Regions from separate parts of the Sus scrofa genome. Here region 2 is linked to region 1. Evidence: chromatin contacts called from public Hi-C data. All regions are on one chromosome and are shown on one strand. The core of a region is the stretch at or near the end of the contact, and the rest is flanking DNA. Distances in the headings are between cores, read along the strand shown.

What was found. A called contact is a pair of places that touch in the nucleus more often than the background predicts.
Region 2: a Hi-C map of brain shows a contact between it and region 1, with 4 times the contacts expected there. The contact joins the promoter of ZEB1 here to the enhancer-like site in region 1. A contact is called at or near these places in 1 of 5 promoter capture datasets (fetal skeletal muscle), 6 of 47 Hi-C or Micro-C datasets (brain, embryonic fibroblasts, fetal skeletal muscle and 2 more) and 1 of 2 datasets of contacts at active chromatin or transcription factors (skeletal muscle).

Annotation. Positions count from the first base shown.
Region 1 is chr10:41,852,508-41,855,990 of Sscrofa11.1, reverse strand. The region is part of intron 3 of ZNF438 (zinc finger protein 438); the gene reads left to right. Among named protein-coding and RNA genes, the nearest start is that of ZEB1, 160 kb to the left of the region's middle. Within about 2 kb of position 1,815, at least 52 of the 83 cell types and tissues checked have an H3K27ac peak or open chromatin away from gene starts, as enhancers often do. A contact at or near this core is called in brain, fetal skeletal muscle and skeletal muscle, where this site is marked.
Region 2 is chr10:42,011,520-42,015,002 of Sscrofa11.1, reverse strand. It overlaps ZEB1 (zinc finger E-box-binding homeobox 1), which reads right to left and starts at 1,889. Exons shown (of 11, transcript XM_021064196.1): 1 at 1,832-1,889. The coding sequence starts at 1,889. It overlaps ZNF438 (zinc finger protein 438), which reads left to right and starts at 612. Exons shown (of 19, transcript XM_021064197.1): 1 at 612-841. It overlaps LOC110255584 (a long non-coding RNA gene), which reads right to left and starts at 523. Exons shown (of 5, transcript XR_002336134.1): 1 at 1-523.

The sequences.
Region 1 (3,483 bases), core at 566-3,065:
TTCAGTTTCAAAGGGCCTTAGATCAACAGAATCATCTCTAGATAACCGAGGATGGTGCCTCAGACTCTGACCCATGGGAGAAACTGGTGAAGGAGCTGCCGATGTTTAGCTGGGAGAAGACGCTGGGGAGACATTCGAGCTGCCTCCAAACAGCTGAAGGTTAATATCATGTAGGAGAAAAATTAGGTTTCTTCTACCTGGCTCCCTAAGTGGAGACAGATTTCAGCTTTATACACAGAAAACTTTTTTTTTTTTTTTTTTTTTAAAGAGATCAGATCATCAAGGAAAGATGCTATCTTCTAATGCAGGGAATTCCAGAGGGGTCCTGTCAGGGAATAGCTATTCACTCCCTGGGAGTCATCCAGGAAATTCTGCATCAGAAAAGGGCAGGATGATAAGCCCTTTCTTTCCAGGACACAGAGGCTGCAATGCAGGTAGCTGCACGGATGCAACCTTTTGTTGCAGGAACTCAAGGCCAGAACAGCCCTGGGAGGTGTAAAGCACACTGGAGCACACCAAATGGCACTTTCCTGCGAACTTGAACCTTCTACAACAAAAGAATGTCATGCCACTTGGGGCGGGGGTGCGAAGGGCCTTTAACTGCTGCAAAGGAAAACTTTCATAGTTTAGTGGATCATATTTTACAGGTTCCTGTGGACACAGGGGCCAAATGAAACTCAACCACGATCTCAGGCATCAAATTACACTTCACTTTTACCTTTTCCCCCTGTGATTCTGACATAAGTGATTAAAAATGAACCCAGACCTTTGACCTACCCATTTGGATTTGGGGTTGGGTTTTTTTTTTTTTTTTTTTTTTTCCTTTTTTCTATTCACCTGCAAACCTCCGCTGGTCCTTTTCTAGAGCCTTGGTCAACTGCTTTCAACAGCTAAACATTAAAGCCACCGGGTGAATAAACAGGAAGCTGGTGTTTAGGTGGGAGTTCCTAGGAATTTTATACCACTGACCACAGAGGCCAAGAGAGAAAGGAAATGGGAAAAACAGTGTAAATACCTGGGTGACTAATGACAGCACAGCTCAGCTGGCTTTTCTGAACACTTAACAGGAAGTCTCTTCCAGGGAAAACACCCTGAAAATTTTTAAGGACCCCGCGTGGCACCAAAAGGCCAGATCAGGGTGTTTGCACGAGGCTGGTGACGACGCAGAAAGACTGCCTATTTCTTCTAGACGCTGACTCTATTTGCATGCGTGGTGCACACGCTGGCTGAGCGCCTGGGCTCCAGGCCTGGGATTGCAAAGGATCGGAGGGCCACCCCCTTCCCGGTTCACACGGAGAGCGCCTAAGAGGATTTAGAATCAAGTGGGCACGTTTGCAAGCCTCGTTGTGAAGAGGCAGCTGGAGCGCGGCGGCCGGCCAGGCGCAGCCCCCCGCGCCCCGGGGCTGCATTGTCCTCCGAGGGGCCGCCGCCGGGGCTCCTTTGTGCGCGGGGCCGGCCCTCCCCGCCGGCCCGATCCCCTCGGGCCCCCTCTCCGCCCCCCCACGCAGACGGCTCCCTCCGGCCGCAGACCCGCCGGCTGCCGCGGTCCCCACGCGGAGGAGCGGGCAGGGCGGCGGGCGGGCCATCTGCACCGAGACTGACAGCGGCCCCGGAAGGTCAGCGCCCCCGCGATCGCCGCCTGAACAGCAGGCCACCCAGGCCTCCCAGCAACACAGGGACATCTGCTCCCCTTCATTTAGAGCCCGGGTTCCGATTTCACCAGAGCCCCCAGCTCCCCGCCGGCTCTGGGAGGGGGCCGGCAGGGGCCAAGCAGACGCGCCGCCCGTCCGCCCCCCACCAGTTCCCCAGATCTGGGGCCGAGCAGCTGAGTCCGGCGTGGCAGGGGCTGGGGGGGGGGTCGCCCACGTGACCCAAGTGACGTCGTGTAGTGCGGAGAAGCCAGGGCCGAGGGGGCGCGCGGGTGCATCCAGGGTCTGCGGGGGGATTGGACCGGACCCGGCCCTGCAAGGAGGAAGCTGGCAACCCGTGGCCCCCCCCTTCTCGGGACAGGCGGTTTGGAGGCTCTTGAACCTTTGCTGCGCAGAACCAGTGAATGCGCGGGAAAATTTGTTGCGAGAAGAGCGAGGAATCCAGCTTTACCTTTCTGCTGTTTTAAAGCCAGCAGACAAGGCCGGCATCGTCCCTGCACCGTAGACCTCCAGCCTTTTCTGTTTTCATCCAGAAGGATGAAAGAAAGACCTGCATTTCCGTTGAGTTTTCACCACTAGGTCTTCAGCTCCCTGAACACACACATTGCATCTTATTCATCATTTGCCTCCCCAGCCTCACACCAATGTTTGGACGCTAAATTAATGTGTGAAGGGGATGGGGGCTGGTTATTCCTGAGACCCTTGAGTGTAACTGCTGTCCTTTTTATTTGACAAAATCCATGACATCTGGAGAAGGAACTTGTGGATGCAGCGAGGTGTTGGTTCAGTGCTTTGCCTTCTCTTTCCTTCTTTCCTGCCCTTCTTCCCTTCATAGACATTTCATGGCCTGTGAACCAGATAGCAGTGGGTTAGACAGACTGGGAGGATAAAGAAACAGGACTCAAGGGGGGGCCAATTTGCCAGGGATGCTGTGTAGACGTAAACAGCTAACCAGGACTCTGGGTGATAAGAGCTGTTGACAGGAATTGAGGGTGGGGGGTCCTCAAAGCTACCTGTACAGGGGGAAGGCATCTAAGTAGAGGAAGCAGGGGCAGAAGCTCACCAGGAGAAGGTCCCTGCTGATGAGGGTGCCTCTGTTTGGATTCCCCCCAAATGGGTTTACCTCCTGTTCATTCTTTTTTTTGGGGGGGGGGGCACCCCACGGCATACGGAGTTCCCAGGCCAGGGATCAGATAGATCCGAGCCACAGTTGCAACCTATATCACAAGTGTGGCGGTGACAGATGCTTTATCCCACTGTGTGGGCCAGTGCTGAGACCTGAGTCCCAGCTCCAGAGATGCTGCAGATCCTGTTGTGCCCCAGTGGGAACTCCTCTCCTATTTATTCTTTAGGCCTCACATGAAGTATCACTTCTACGGTGATAAGATAAGGTCTTCCTATTTTATTTATTTATTTATTTTGTCTTTTGTCCTTTTTAGGGCCGCACCTGTGGCATATGGAGGTTCCCAGGGTAGGGGTAGAATAGGAGCTGTAGGCACCAGTCTATGCCACAGTCACACCAACGCCAGATCCTTAACCCACTGAGTGAGGCATGGATCGAACCCACAACCTCGTGGTTCCTAGTCAGATTCATTTCCTCTGTGCCATGACGGGAGCTCCCACATAAGGTCTTTCTATTCAGTGTTCCTGTAGCACCTGGCAGTTTTTTTTTTTTCTTCAATACTCATGACAGGTCCAATTGGGCAACATTCATCGTCCCTATTCCACTCTGAACTTCCAGAGGCAGAAACCACCTTTCTGTTCATGGACAGTCTCCACACTCAGCCCAGTGCCTGTCCCGTGGGGTTCCCTAAATATCTGGTGGCCTGATGAG
Region 2 (3,483 bases), core at 640-3,139, 160 kb before region 1:
TGTCGGCTCGGATATATTCAAAATACGTTTACGATCGGAAGGAAACATCTTTGAAACAGCTTTAAACCTTCCTATCTGCTCCTAGACAGGAAATCCCACACAAAATCTAAAATTGCCAGCAAAGGTTACAAAACCTCGCGTTTCGCATCCCGGAGGGGAGGGAGAAAGGGAGCCCGGGCATGGGGGTGGGGCGAGCGCCAGAGAGTTTTGACTTAAACCCGTATTTCCTCATTTTCTGGAGGACCCCGCTAGCCCCTTACAGGCGCCTTTATTTTCCTACTGGCAAAAACTCCTTTTAAAAATAACGTAGGAGTCCAAAGGAGCCCCTCAGTCCGCAATGTCCGTCCAATTCCTTATATAGACTCGGGCCGCAGCCGGCGGCAGGGCCGTTGCCGCCCATTATTCTCCAAACAGGTACCGGGCGGCGCACAAGTCGCGGCCCTCTCGCTACAGGAACTGTCCAGACAATAACAAGCAGCAGACATTTCGCTGCGGAGCCAGCGGGCACAGCATCGCCTCGAGATAAGCAGATAGGCAACCAACTTACACCGTCTCCCCAAACTGGAAAAGGCGACTGTGCAACCACCACCGCCACATGTTCGGGTCTCGCTCTCTTTCGCTATTATTAATAATAATAATATTATTTAAACTCTCACGCCAGGCAGAGGGGAGTGCGTCCGGGCACATCAGCACTAATCAATAAACACTGCGGCTGCAGCGCGGGCAGCAGCGCCCCGCGTCCGTCAGTCCGTCCGCCCCCTCCCCCACCCTCCTTCCACCCGAGACCCAGAGCCCTCTGAGCTCCATTATCCGGCTTCAGCGCTCCGCGCGTCCGGGCCAGGTAACAACTTCCCCCAAACCGAAAGAGAACCCCGGAGACACACGCACTGCACCCCGTCCCGGCACGGAGGTGGCGTCCTCCCGGGAGGGGATCTGTCTGTGGTGCTTCCCGGTCCCTGGGACCAGGTAACAACTCTGCCAACCCGCTGCCCCCCGCGGCTCCCACGGCCGCTGCTCGGGGCCCGCCCGCGCCCCCGCCGGCGCCCAGCGGTACGCGGACCCACTTGGGGCGCGGCGGCGGCGGGGGGCGCCCCGGGAGGAGGGGCGCTTAGGGACCCGCGACTCCGCGCCGCGAAACCCTGTCCCGCGCCGAGCGCGCCTCGCCGGCCCGTCCCAACTTTACCGCCGCCGGCCCTGCCGGGTCCGCCCGCTGCGCGCTCCGCGCCGCCCGCGCACACGCGCGCACGGGCGACACGCAGCCCGCGGCCGCCGCGTCCCGCCGCCGCCCGCCTGCCCGCCCGGCCGAGCCGTGGGGCCCGAGCGACCGCGCCAGCCGGGGCCGCGGAAGCCACTCCGCCCGGGCAGCGCCGGCACAAGTTAGTTCCTTGGTTCCCGGGGCCTCGGCGCCGCGGGGACGCAACGCCGGCGGCGCCGAGGGGCACAGGAGTGGGGAAAAGTGTGAAAAGAAGCAACAGCCGCTCCCCCCGAGCCCAGAAAAGTGGCGGCCGCGTCCCGGCCGCCCGCCCTGCGCCGGAGATGCGGCAGCGGCGGCGGCTAACGGTCCAGGGAGGCGGCAGGGGCGGCAGGAGCCGCTAGGCGGAGAGACCAGGTAAGAGACATAACGGTTCAGGGAGAGCGAGCGGCCGCGGCGCGGCTCCGGCGGCGGCGGCCGCGGAGGGGGGCAGAGAGCACTACTTTCTACTTTCCCACTCCACTTGGCCCGTCCCTGCCCGGCCACCCCCAGCCCGGCTCGCCCCCCTCGCCCCCGGGGGCGCCCCGGCCGCCCGGCTCCCCCTGACTCCGCTGCTCCCCGGTCCCCTCCGCCACTCACCGTTATTGCGCCGCGGGTTCGCCTGCTTTCTGCGCTTACACCTGGGGCCATCCGCCATGATCCTCTCGCTTGTGTCTAAATGCTCGAGTCACCACCTCCCCCTCCCTCCCCCTTCCCCCCCAACCCCTCCGCCTCCACCCCTCCCCCCTCCCCACCGCACCTGGTTTACGACACTCGCGGCTTTACGACATCACCTTCCTTACACCTAGAGCCGCTCGCTCTACGGCCGGAACCTTGTTGCTAGGGAGTGGACGGTTTGCGGCAGCTGGAGGAGCAGCTGAGTTTGAACCGAGTGGCAAGAGAAAAGTTCCCCCAGGTGTCGCGGGCGGGGGGCGGGGGCGCTGGGAAGCGATACGGACGTGGTACGAAGGGCGACTGGCCGTCGGAGGGAGAAAGGTAAAGGAGGAGGCTCTGGACTGGCCACACCCGCCGCGGCCGCCAGGGGCATGTTTGGTTCTGGCTGATTCTCGGGATCCTGCGCCCTGGGGACTGCCCTTCGGAATGGCCGCAGTGACCTGTCCTCCCTCTTCCTCCGGTGGGGCTCACGTACCCCGGGGCCGCCCAGGGATTCTCCGGAATCAGAAGGAGGCAGGTTCGCGGAGCAGCGAGAGGCTACCCCCCGGGAGAGGCTACCTGAGCCCCGGACTTCTGGTCCCCCCCTCCTCCTCCGATGCACGGTTTTTCCCTGCGCTAACTGGGATGGGAAGTGACTTCAATTAAATAGAAGTTCAGCTGGACCGAAAGAGGGGCGAGAAGTTCCGCTTGCGAGTCACCTCGGCGGTAAAGCGGAATGAGTAATCCCCACGCCGGCCTGTCTCACTTCCTCCTCCTCGCTGGGCGCGCTCACCTGCTGTCACCTCGGCTTCCCCCACCCTGCCGCCAGCCGGCCCCAGTCCTCCTCTCTCCGCCCCCACCTCCATGAGTAGAAGGGCCGGATCGGAGGCGTCTAAACGTAGAGTTAAGGTATAAACAGGCCACGACTTACTACCTGGATAGGCAACTGTCGCTGTAGAAGACCTTGCAGCAAGAAACAGACTGGGAGACGTTGTCTTGGAGACCGATGGATTGATTGCGGTCTTATCAAGTCAGGTCTCTGACTTGGGGCAAGTTTAAGGGATTTCTGAAACGTAGATAACACCATCAAGTACCGAGAAAATCAAGTTTTCAGTATCGAGCAGGACTTGGCTTTCCACTCCTCCCCACCTTCAAATGAGGAAATGTCTTTGAGACCGTCTCTGGAATGAATGACTTGAGCTGTATTTCAAATTGTACTGTAGAAGTTGGTAGGGAAATTGTGGAAAGTGAAACGTAGCATACAGAGTATTAGAAATAACAGTACATCACCCAGCATAGTGCTGTCACATAGTAGGTGCTCAATAAATGTATGCCTGTAATTTTTGCCATACCTATGGTGGGACTTTTTTTATACGATGTTAATCTTTTAAACATTCTTCACAATTTTAGAAGATTCATTAATAATCTTTTCCAACCTTTCAACTGAAATAAATTTATAGCTGAAGTCTGGTGATTTAAAATTAGAAAGTTTAATCCTGAATATAGATGAACATTTTCTCTCACGTTTGCTTTGGCATTTTGAGACGTGAATGCATTAATTATTGCTGCATGAGATGTGACTGTAAATATTCTTTGCT